Regions from separate parts of the Mus musculus genome. Here region 1 is linked to region 2. Evidence: chromatin contacts called from public HiChIP or PLAC-seq data. All regions are on one chromosome and are shown on one strand. The core of a region is the stretch at or near the end of the contact, and the rest is flanking DNA. Distances in the headings are between cores, read along the strand shown.

What was found. HiChIP or PLAC-seq counts read pairs in DNA pulled down with a chosen protein or histone mark.
Region 1: an H3K27ac HiChIP or PLAC-seq map of embryonic stem cells shows a contact between it and region 2, with 4 times the contacts expected there. The contact joins the enhancer-like site here to the promoter of Ikzf3 in region 2. A contact is called at or near these places in 9 of 39 promoter capture datasets (the C10 cell line, the HPC-7 cell line, HPC-7-derived erythroid cells and 6 more), 1 of 484 Hi-C or Micro-C datasets (colorectal tumor organoids), 8 of 115 datasets of contacts at active chromatin or transcription factors (the 230-238 cell line, embryonic stem cells, large pre-B cells and 2 more) and 3 of 9 other capture datasets (adipose tissue, liver and pancreatic islet).

The regions. Positions count from the first base shown.
Region 1 is chr11:98,294,644-98,300,537 of GRCm38.p6, forward strand. It overlaps Gm31317 (a long non-coding RNA gene), which reads right to left. Exons shown (of 3, transcript XR_389006.2): 3 at 4,225-4,473. It overlaps Gm31194 (a long non-coding RNA gene), which reads left to right. Exons shown (of 2, transcript XR_389003.3): 1 at 1-849; 2 at 1,781-1,972. Among named protein-coding and RNA genes, the nearest start is that of Gm31194, 3.0 kb to the left of the region's middle. Within about 2 kb of position 4,403, at least 18 of the 459 cell types and tissues checked have an H3K27ac peak or open chromatin away from gene starts, as enhancers often do. A contact at or near this core is called in embryonic stem cells and liver, where this site is marked.
Region 2 is chr11:98,544,509-98,550,527 of GRCm38.p6, forward strand. It overlaps Ikzf3 (IKAROS family zinc finger 3), which reads right to left and starts at 1,523. Exons shown (of 8, transcript NM_011771.1): 1 at 1,236-1,523. The coding sequence starts at 1,242.

The DNA of each region.
Region 1 (5,894 bases), core at 3,153-5,652, 250 kb before region 2:
GGAGCGCCGTCCAGCCTTCCCGCGCGGGCGCTGGGTTTCCGCCGCCGCTGCCGCCGCAGCCTCAGCCGCCGCCGGGCCGCGTCGGGCTCGGCTCCTCCGAACCGTCTGGCGGACTTGGCACCGGCCCCCGCTCCTCAGTGCCCCCGCGGTGCGTGGCAGGCTGTGGCTTCATTATCCTGATTGATTCCTCCTGCTCCCCGACACCGTGGGGGCCCCGGCCAAGGAAGGGGGAGGGAAGCGGCATCTGCGGGGCCCATTCCCGTTCCTCCACCCAGCCGCTCCTCGGGCTGCCCGGCTACCGACCCTCGGCGCCCCGCGGCGGCCAGTCGGATGGGGCGGGGTGGCAGCATCCCCCAGAATCAGAAAGGTGTCTGGGTGGGGAGGGAGAATGGAGCTGGACTGAGAACTGAGAAGAGCAAGACCCGGCAGAATGGGAAAGGTGACATCTCTGAGAAGCGGGGTCTCCTGGGCATCCAAGTATACTTCTCAAGTGACAAGTCATGGGTACGGTCTGCCCAGAAACTGCAGGAGCTTTAAGCAGGAGGACCCGTCCTCAGAATCGGGTACCCACCCCCCACCCCCCACGATCCCCAGTCAAGGGCTGAAATCTGGAGATCAGGCCTGAAGGTGGAGTGTCTTCATTCTGCCACTTGGCCTGTGACCCGGGCAAGTAACTTGCTTTCTTGGCCGTGGTTTGTCTATACAGTAGAATTATTATCTCCCAGCATCAATGGTTACATAATTTACATGTTGGCAGCAGGGCCCTAGCCAAGTTCACCAGAAACAAGAAAGGACGCTGTGGGGCTGGCCTCCATCCCTGTGCTATTTGGGGTGGATCACTTGAGGGAGGTGAGTCTCCTCCACAGCTTTAATTCCTTCAGCTGAGATGACCTGGACCTTGTAGCCAATGCTGCTCCCCTGGTCAGAGTAGAAAGAAAGGCTGCCCCCTCACCTCTGTTCGCGTGTGTGTGTGTGTGTGTGTGTGTGTGTGTGTACGCGCGCTGGGAGGACATATTTAGTGTCAGTTTACACGGGCTCTCTCACCACTCCTGTCCCCAGCCCTAACAGTCTCCCCACTAGGGTCCCATCTAAGGACCTGGTAAATCTTCTATATGGGACCCTCGGAGTAACTCGCAACCACATCCTGGGAAAGGGGCAATTGTTGGAGCGCTTGAGGCCATTTCTTCCAGAGCTGTGACTGGTGTTGTTGAACACACTTGAAGTCACCGCTGCAGTTTTGATGCCTCTGTCTAGATCTGTCTCTTCTGTGAATCCATTCATTCCTTTTCCGATCCACATTTACTGGACCAGTAGGTGACAGTGTGAGAATGGACACCCATGGGGGTGGGGCAGGAAGAGTGCCACTCTGAGTCTCTCTTCTGGTACAGAGGGATCTGCTGTAGCAGGATCTCCCAGATTCTACAATATCAGGACGCTTTTCCTTCTGAACACACTCTTGACGTAGATTCACTCGGGGGAGGGGGCGATCATAAAATCTGAGGCTGTGGCTCTTGTTCTCTGTTTTTATTGGGATTGCCTATTTTTATAACAATCACATATTTTTATGTCCAAGGCAAAAAAAAAACACAGTAAAAACATCACCATGGGGGGGAGTGAATGATACCCTCACACATACCTGGTAATCAAGAGGTAATTCAGCATGTGTGTCTAGCTAGGCCTGCCAACCTGTACTGGAGCCTTGGCCAATGTACCCCGTATACAGCTGCCTCAGTCTCCCCAACCAGCCTGGCTGATCCTTGCTCTTCTGCTCCATTCTCAGTGCCGCCAGCCCTGAGCACTAAGAATACAAACCGTGTGAACCCCTCCATGTGGAGTCTCCAGGCAGAAGAGGAAGCCATGGCCGCCTAGTGGCTGCCAGGGAGGCTGGCAGGAAGGGGCTTCATCAGACATCTCCTGGGAAACAGTGAACTCCCCATAGAAAGGACATTTGACAGTAAAATTCCTGCCTTAGTGTGTTTGTGTCAGTGTTGGGGGCGGGGGAGGGGGGGAGGGAGCTAGGCTCCCTGTGCCCTCTGCCCTTCACTCTCCTCAGGGGAGCCTCTTGGAAGCTCTCACACTGCTTCCCCAAATCTAGTCCTCATATGCTCTGAGCTCCTGAGACTTGAATGTCATCTAGAAAAATGTTCCTGTAGATTCCTGATCCAGGTGGAGAAGAGCCCTGGGCTGAGGGTTGGAGGCCCAGGTACTCTCCTTTTTACCTCTCTGGGTGGCCCTGGCCTGTTTTAGCCCCTTGCTGAGTCTTGGCTGCCAACTTTTCAAAATGAGGGTGCCAGAGAAGATTTGCCACCAGGAGTTCCTGCACTGTGGCTCCTTCAGTGGGGGCATTCAAGCCTTCATTGGGGGCATTCTAAGCCATTCATTTCTGCCCCTGGGACAGCTATCCAGAGGTTAACAACCAGTTGCTTAAACCAGCCTGGCCCTTCATCTGCACATGCGTTCATGTGATTAATTCCTGCTTTTTGAGAGTAATGTTTACTCTGAGAGGGTCCAGAGGTTACCTGAAGTTTTGCAAAAGGGGCATCAGGCACTCCTTGCTGTTTAGTGCAAAGGCCAGCTGCCTGCTATGGTCCTTCATTGACCCAGCTTTCTGGGGAGCTGGAGTGTCCCCACACGTCCCTGGTGTCCAAAGCTAAGTTAAGGAAGAAATCCTTGAAATTCTTGCCCCCTCCCTCACCTTCTCTCTCTCTCCTCTCTCTCTCCCCTTCTCTCTCTCCCCCTTGCTGGGGTGGAATCTGGGCCATTGCAGGTCTATGGAAACACCGGAGGGATCCAATCCACCCCTCTTAGACTGGGAACAGAAACCAGGAATCCACAGACAGAATCAGAAGCGTTTAAGTAAAAGCAAGAGGCTTTGATCCAAATGGAGAGTTCCTTCCTTCCTTCCTGCTGGACTCACCTTCCTTTTCCCTGGGACACCCCCCTCCCATCCCTCCTCAGCATGGTGGCAGGTTCTGAGGGAGCTCCTCAGGCAGGAGAGAACCCTGAGGGAGCAGGGAAAGGAGCCCCTGGGCCCCAGCCTCCTTCAGGTACCACTTAGCCCTCCTGGCCTGTTTGACCTTGGGGCTCCTGACCTTGATCTGCCCTTGGCAGTGGCAGAGAAAGATGGAGGAGCTAAGTGAAGGAGCTGAGAGTGCGGATCAGACAGCCTGGAATAAGGAAGAGCAGGAAGCAGAAGAAGCAGGGGGCGGGGCCAGTGATCTGGCCCTCTGTCACCTTTCCTGAATACCTACTATGCACCAGGTGATGGGCTCTACCCCAGTTTAAACTGGATTGTGCCATCCAGGCCCGCCCCAGCCCTGGGCCGAGGTGTTACAGTCTCCACTCTGCCCTGACAGAGAAGGAAACCGAGACTCTGAGCCTTATGTAATCTGCCCAAGGTCACACAGCTTGTCAGAAGTACAGCCAGGAGCCTAGCCCAGGCCTGGCGGCCTCCAGTGGCTTCTCCTTGCTGCCAGAAAGTCCTCCTCCTGGAAAAGAAGGTCTGGGGTTGGGGTTTTCAGTTCGAGCTCCTGGGGATCCTCGGGCAAATCCATTGTCATCTGCCCTCTCCTCCTCACCCATCTGCCAGGCCAGTCGCGGGTGAGCCCCCTGCCACGGCCCCTGCCCCAGCCCCAGGTGCAAGCTTATCTTTGCCTGGCTCCCCACCTCTCCCCCGTGCACCCAAGGTGGTTCTGAGGTCACCACCCACCCACCCCCGCGCGTGCCTTTAGCGCCTTTAATTCTGCATCGCCATGTCGACTCAAAGTGCATGGGAAAAGCCGGGCCAGAGTGGAGGTCACTTGAAGGTTGAAAGTGGTGGCTCTTTGGGGGCAAAAGATTGGGGTGCTGATTACCTCCCCTGATTTAAAAGAACCCTCCCCAGCCTCCACCCCTCACCCGAGAGACAGCCAGAGCTTTGCTAAGTTAATGAAATACAAAAGAAGGAATCAGAGGTGGGGGAGGCTCCCGAGCCCTGGAAAGCGAGGGAGAGAAAAAGTTGGGTCTCTTCCAAAGAGTTAATGTTCCACAGTATGATCGATTAGGTGTCAGATGTAATTTCAAACCAATACAAGATGAATGGCATAATTTTCCCTCTCTCATTTTAGACAGAATTAAGAATCCATTAGCTAACACAAATTTTTGGCAAGTTTAATAGGAGCTCAAATCTACATTCGGAGGAAACGCTCCCCAAAGCCTGTTTCAAGCTTTTACTTCTTCGGCCCCCTGCCTCCAATGCCCTCAACTCTCAGCAGCCGGCTGCTGTGTCCCCCACCGGCAGCCCCCACTCCTTTCCTGGCCCCCAAATGCCCCTCCCTAACCCAGCCCAAGATTAACTGGCCTGACCCCTCTCACAAAGGCCGGGCCAGCCCACCATTGTCTTGCAGTGGATGGTTGGAGGAAGGGTTGGAGGGGCTGGCAGAGGGCCCAGGGAAAGGAAGGTTTTCTGAATTGGCCCCAGGCTCCAGAAGCACCCTGGGGAGAGAGGTAAATTGGGACCCTGGTCAGTTCCTCAGTTGTAACCCCAGGAAAGTTTTTATCCTAAATAGAACATTATCCCACTCACTCCCCCAGTCTTGCTGTTCCCAACAGTCAATATGTTACTCCATGGAGTGACTATCGACCCATTTCTCACATGAAGAAACTGAGCCCAGAGAGTTGATTGTAGTCAGCTGCGCACAGGATGGACCCTGGCTCTGCTACTCATTGCTTACTAGAACCTAAAGACGCTTGCCCTGGGGCCTCAGTTTCCCTCTGTGGAAAATGGGGAGGGCATCGGAATGGAATGGGATGGCTCCCAGCAGGGCTCAAGGTGCTGCCTAGTGCTTTGAGGCTCTCTTGGCAAAGAGCATCCCTGGCTGTCCAGGCTAGAGCCAAGAGAGTCAGCTCAGTGCTGGCCCAGGGAAGCTCACAGCCTAGTAGGCAGAGTAATTATGGCCCTTACCTTTTACTAGTGGTTTCCTGTGTCAAATCTGGAAACAGATTTTTTTTCAAGACAGGGTTTCTCTGGGTAACCTTGGCTGTCCTCGAACTCACTCTATAGACCAGGCTGGCCTTAAACTCACAGAGATCCATTTGCCTCTCCCTTCCAAGTGTTAGGATTAAAAGGCATGTGCTGCCGTGCCCAGTGGGAACAAACTCTTTACACATATTATTCCTCAACATACCCATTCTCCAGATTCAGAAACTGAGACCCAGATGAAGGTCACCCAATTAGGAAGTGGCAGAGCTGGATTCCACTTCAGAATGCCTGGCTCTAAGGCCTGTTGCTGTTGCTAGCAGTTGGCAGAGGGCAAGGAGGCTTGGATTAGGTCTTTCCCCTACCTTAATTTTGTTTGTTTGAAATAGGGTTTCATGTAGCTTAGGCTGACCTCAAACTTGCTATGCATCTGATGACTTTGAGGCCCTGGCCATCTGGCCTTAGCCTTCCAGGTGCTGGGATCGCCAGCATGGGCAACACACCCTTCAAGTAACCTTGAGACAGGATGTCACTCCATAACCTAGGCTAGCCTCAAACTTACAGCAATCCCCCTGCCTCATTTTCCAAGTACCACAACCCCCTCTTGAATTAGGTCTGAACTGATGAGTGAGAGCTTCCAGGTGGGTAAGGTGCAAAAGGACATTCTAGGCAGTAAGAATTCCACATACAAAGGCACACACAGAAACCCTGGCTAGAGGGCCTGTAAGGACCAGACTTGCTGTAGACAGCAGAAAACTTTGGGCAGATGAGCTGGCCCGTACTCATTATGCCCACAGCTTTGCTGTAACAGTGGGTAGATCTTCCTACTGTTTGACTCCCACAGACAGCTCCGCTCCACAGGCCCTGCTTAGGAATTTTGACTTTGTCCTGGGGTCTAAGAATCATCCCTGTCCCCCAAGTGCCAACAGCTCAGCTT
Region 2 (6,019 bases), core at 273-2,772:
AAATATGTTTACATTAGTCAAAGCAGGAAGAAGAAGAAAAGAAGGAGAAGGAGGAGGAGGAGGAAGAGGAGGAGGAGGAGGAGGAGGAGGAGGAGGAGGAGGAGAAGGAGAAGGAGAAGAAGAAGAAGAAGAAGAAGAAGAAGAAGAAGAAGAAGAAGAAGAAGAAGAAGAAGAAGAAAAAGAAGAAGAAAAAGAAGAAGAAGAAGAAGCCACATTTACCAGCATACCATGCACAAGCTGAGAATTAAGGGCTGTGTTCCACTCAATTGCATTGTGAAACAAAGCTTTATCATATTTAACTGTGTTCCAAACTTGTTAATCATATTTCATAGCTTCACATACACTAGAACTAAATAAAGATGCCAAAAGATCAAGGTTCATGTGTTAAAAGAGATTCTTCAACCATCATGAAGAAAGTAACTGTGATATTCATAATATTTACAGACCAACACTTCAATTAGGTAAGCGTCAGTATCTCTCTCCTTTAAACGAATGCAGCGCTCAACTTCTGATTTTCTCAGGGCCACCTCTCCTCCCCCAAAGTTGAGCCACATCTTCCATCTTCAGAGTTTTAGAAACACTTGTTGAAAATGTGAAATTGCACTTATCTTAAGGAAGTTCATACTGCGAGGCTTCTGAGAAGCAAAGCTATAACTTCCGAAATGAATTCAAATGAAACCCTTAACGTGAGCCTTATTTTTGTTTCGGGTTTTTTCCCCCCTTTGGTTTTGTTTTTTGTTTTTTTTTTTAAGTTCATTTGATTTCCAAGCTAACTAACTACAATTGCTAATCATTTTCAAATATGCCCTTAGCCACTAAGACAGTATTCACAGAAAAGTCACATTACAGAAAAGTAGACTCAAGTAACTAAGATTAAACTAATTCCTATGGAGACTGAGACCGCGGAGCGTCCCCCCCACCCCCAACCCGGGGGAGGGGGAGATTATTCCGTCCCAGGTTTGGTGCCAAACTTAGGGACACCCAAGACTGTTTGTCCTTTGCAGATTTAAGGTGACCCATACATATGCCCCCGTCTCACAACCCCCAAGAAATAAAACTGAAGAGAACTTAGCACTTTCCCAAGTTGGGGGAGGGGGTGTCTGAGAACGGACACGCATTTAAATTAAAAGAAATAAATAGAAGCAAAACCGAGATTCAGAAGGAAGCCAGCCGAGCCTCTGAGCGCGCGCCGCTCCGGCTGCTCAAAGCCCCCAGCGCAGCGGCGCCGAGCTCACCTTCCATGTCGCCGCGGGCCGCGCGGGCTGCAGCTGTCGCTCAGGCTCCGCGGCCGCTCCACGTGCTGCTGCCGTGGGGACCCGCGCGGCTGGCGGGAGATTCCGGGCGCAGGGAGGCCCCGGGATCGCTCGGTCGCGTCGGCGCAGATGCAGGGCGGGAGCCGCCGGCAGCCGGGGCGCGAGGTTAGAGCGGCGCTGGCTGGCGGCCGCTTTAAAGCACGCTCCGAGTGCCGCGGGTTCCGCACCCACTTTTGAATGTCAAGCCTGAGGAACCCTGATCGCGTGGAAACAGTGCCTCAGCGACCGTCTCGGGACGTCTACTTGAGAAACACCGGGGATGAGGGCGCTGTCGCAAGGAGAGCCGAGCGGTGTGCGTAAGCCCAACTTCCAGATTTGCCTGACACGGAAGGACCTGGAACTTTTTATCTAGACTCAGGGATGACGGTCTTGAGAACTGTCAGTGAGAACTCACTTCATTGAGTTATTTATGGCGGTCTCCCCCCAACCCCCGTCGCCCTTTGGTTTTTCACTCCAGTTGGAGTGGCCCGCCACTATGATCCCAGCACTTGAGAGGCTGAGGCAGGAGGATTGCCATCAGTTGCAGGCCAGCCCCACATTACAGTATGAGCCATTTCTCAGAAAACAAACTTTAAAAAGTCTTTGGTTCAGATTTATAGATAGTTCAAAAGTGCGTTGGCATTTACGGCTCTCCAACTTTTTAACTTGAGGGAACAATTCTCTCATTTTGCTGTCCTTTCTGAGAACTGGTTGGTTTGCCAGCGCTGAAAAAAGAAAAAGAGAGAGAAAGAAAAAAAAAGACAGCAGTACATATGTGTGTTCATTTCCTACGAATCTTCTTTCCTCTAAATAGGACACTTTACAAAAACCCACGTATGGTGTGTCAGAAGAATACAGAGTGAAGCTATGTGGGGTAGAGGGACTAAGTCAAGGGAAGGTGTTGGTTCACAGAGGCGTGCCAATCAACATCCTTTCCCATCATCTACACTTTAGAGAGGAAAGCATTTGACAGGAGGGAGGGGGGAGAGGAACTGAAGGCAGAACAGTTTTTCAAAGCTCAGCGGTTCATCACGCTGAAGTCCTAAGAGATGGGGCTCAGAGGGGCATTTCTAACGATGCCAACAGGGTGGAAGGAATGGTCCCACTTTCATCATCTTGTTAGTTACACAAATATATTTGAAGCCAGGTATGGGGGTGCAACACCTTTGATCCCATCACTGGGAAGGCAAGAGGCAAGGAGATCCCCATGAGCTTGAAGCCTTCCTGATCTGCACATTGAGTTCCAGGACAGCCAGGGCTTTATAATAGAGAGACCCTGTCTTCAAAAAGACCGACAGATGTGTGCACGTGCGCGCGCACACACACACACACACACATTTGAGAGGAAAGGTTGAGAACTGTACATCAGCCATCTATCTGTATCTGAAGAAAATCATACTTCTGAGCTAAGCAAGCACACTGAAAACATGAACCCGAGCTCACATTAACTAGTGCCTTGGTATATAGGCAGTCTGTGAACTCTATATTCCATGTTTGTGTACATATGCATATATAACACGAGTGGCTCACATTGTCTCTGAGATCACAGAACCATAGCAGCATCTCCACTGACATGAGTTCTGCAGGACAATATGGAGCTCGGAGACATTCTAAGGTTTAATAAACACTAAGGTTTAATTTTAGTACTGAAAAGGGGAAATTTGTTGTTTGTTAGTTTCTAAAAGCAAAAATAGCAACGTCAAAAGTAGCAGAAGAGGAACTGTACACTTTCACAGGGATGAGAAGGATGAATAGTTAATTGGTTATTTAAAAGACAGAGAGAAACTTGGGGGTTTCTGTTACAATGTTCTCTATACAGAACAGCAAACTGTTACCATGCTGTTTGCTGCTTATTCCAGTCTCTCCAGATACCTGAAGAGACAAATAAAAAGCAGAGCCGTACAACCATTTGTGTAGCAATTCTACCCTCAAGTGGGTGGAGCATAAATCTCTCCTCTTTAAGTGCAGAGTACAAACAGTACAGTATTGGGGGCAAGGGATAACCTTATATGGAGTAACCTGACAAACATTTAATGCATTTAACATTAAAAGTGGAAAAGTAGCCGGGCGTGGTGGTGCACGCCTTTAATCCCAGCACTTGGGAGGCAGAGGCAGGCGGATTTCTGAGCTCGAGGCCAGCCTGGTCTACAAAGTGAGTTCCAGGACAGCCAGAGCTACACAGAGAAACTCTGTCTCGAAAAAAACCAAAACAAAACAGTGGTAAAGTATGATGTTAGTATGTATCAGTGATATGATGTATTGGGAACGTCACTTTTCTGCTGCCATCCTCACAAAAATCTATAATTCTATGCAATAATGAGAAAAACCATCAAGCAAAGTCCAAGAGAGTCTTTCCACAAAATACTTGATCATTTAAGGCTGAGTCCGGATCTTCAAAGCAGTCCTTAACTGTCAAAGTCAACAACAACCAAAAGGAAAGAAAACAAGAGAAGAAAGAGAACAAGAAAAGTCTGAGAAACTGTCAACAGCTCAGAAGAACCTGAGGGGACAGCACAACTAAATGTGACACGAAAGCCTGAGTGTGACTCTGGTGCAGATAAACTACGGAAATATTAAAAATATGAACTTTAATTAACAATGCTGTATCATGCCAGGCATAGACTGCATGTTTTTAATCCCAGCACTTGGGAAGCTGAGGCAAGAGTATCTCTGGTTTGAGGATAGTGTGGTCTATAAAGAAAGTTCCAGGACAACTAGGGCTATACAGAAAGACCCTCTTTGTTAAAAGGAAAGAAAAAGAGAAAAGAAGGAAAGACAGGATAGCCCAAGTGTACAACTGTGCCTTGGCAAGTATCAATATGTAATGTTTCATGTTAGAATAGTGCCTTGTGATATCAGCATTATTAATTTGTCTTCTAGGGCTGGAGAGATGGCTTAGTGGTTAAGAGCATTGACTGCTCTTCCATAGGTCCTGAGTTCAAATCCCAGCAACCACATGGTGGCTCACAACCGTCGATAATGAGATCTGACGCCCTCTTCTGGTGCATCCGAAGACAGCTACAGTGTACTTAGATAAAATAATAAATAAATCTTTTTTAAAAATCAAATAAATTTGTCTTCTATAAAAATATCTATCATATACTGAATTACTGACCTAAATCAGTTTAAATGAGATATTGAGAAATAAAGGAAATCAGTATAGATTTCATAGTGAACCCAGCTCATGTAGCGTCTCCATAGAGTCAGATGACAAGGTTTGTCTGGGCTGCCCAGCATGATGCTACCTGCCTTTAATTCTAGCACTCACAAGGCAGAGGCAGACAGATCTCTAGGAGGCCAGTCTGGACTATATAACAAGTTCTGGGTCAGCCAGAGGTACACAGAGAAACACTGTCTCAAAATAAGTAAACAAAACTAAAGCACAAAGCTTACATCAAACATTTACATGGATACTTCCAAGACCCAAACTAACTCTCTCTCTCTCTCTCTCTCTCTCTCTCTCTCTCTCCCTCTCTCTCTCTCTCTCTCATTTCTTTTCTTCTTGCTTGTTTGTTTTGAGACAGGGTTTCTCTATGTAGCCCTGGCTGTCCTGGAATTCTCTCTGTGGACCAGGCTGGCCTAAAACTCGGAGATCTGCCCTCCTCTGCTTCTGCCTCTGCTACCTGAGTGCTGGGATTCAAGGTATGTGCTACCACTACCCAGCTAAAGGTTTTCTTTTTAATTCTGTATATATGGGAGGGATGGAGAGGGTATATACACGTGAATGCAGGCATCCATGGTTTCCAGAAGAGGGCACTGGCTCACCTGGAACTGAGTTAAAAGGGTGTTGTTGTAAGCTACCCAGCTGGATCCTGGAACTAGAGCCCTCTGGAAAAGCAGATAAACTCTCAACCACTGAGCAATCTCTCCAGCCCGACTATTCTAACACTCTTCTATAAGAGTTAAGATTTAACACATAAGTTTATGAGAATCGTGTGCAATAACTGAGAAGTTAGTAATACTTTGTACTTTTGGAAAATGTTTTGATTAAATCTGAAGTGAGGTGTCTCTGCGGTTATGAACACTGGCTGCTCTTCTAAAGGACCCACGTTTGATTCCCAGCATCCAAATGGCTGCTCACAACCATTGTTAACTCCAGTCCCAGAGGCGACACACTCTTTGGCCTCTGTGGGCAGTGCATGCCTGTGGTGCACAGACAGACAGAAATGCAAGCAAAACACCCATCCACATTTTTAACAGTTGAGGCTAACCCATGAGTCTAGACGTAGTAACTGACAGGGGGTGGATCTGACTCATTGAATCCCATTTCATGCTTGTGCTAGATCGATAAAATTAACAGTGACTAAAAATGAAATTACTGACAAAGGTTGCTCCTGGACCATCTGAGACAGTCCAAATACTGACTCGGCTCAAAGGAAATAAAACTGAAAACTCCTGATCTCACCCCAAATAACCATTCTGCACCCTATCTGAACCTTGGGCTCTCTCCCTAACCAACCTACTCAAAACCACTACTGAGAGCGGTGCTCTACTGCCAAGAGGTAAACAACACCTAAAGTCTTTCAGGTCACCTAAAATAGCAGTCAAGATGGGACCACGCATGATGGGGTTAGCGACTCAATTCAGTAAAGGCCCTGGGTTTGGTCCCCAGCACAGGGTTCAGAAGAACTTTGAAAGACTATTTTGGAGCTCCCTGAGAGTGACTTATCTCACATCAGCTGAGGAAAAGATCACCCGCTCTCGCCTTCCTTTCGAAGGGACCCATT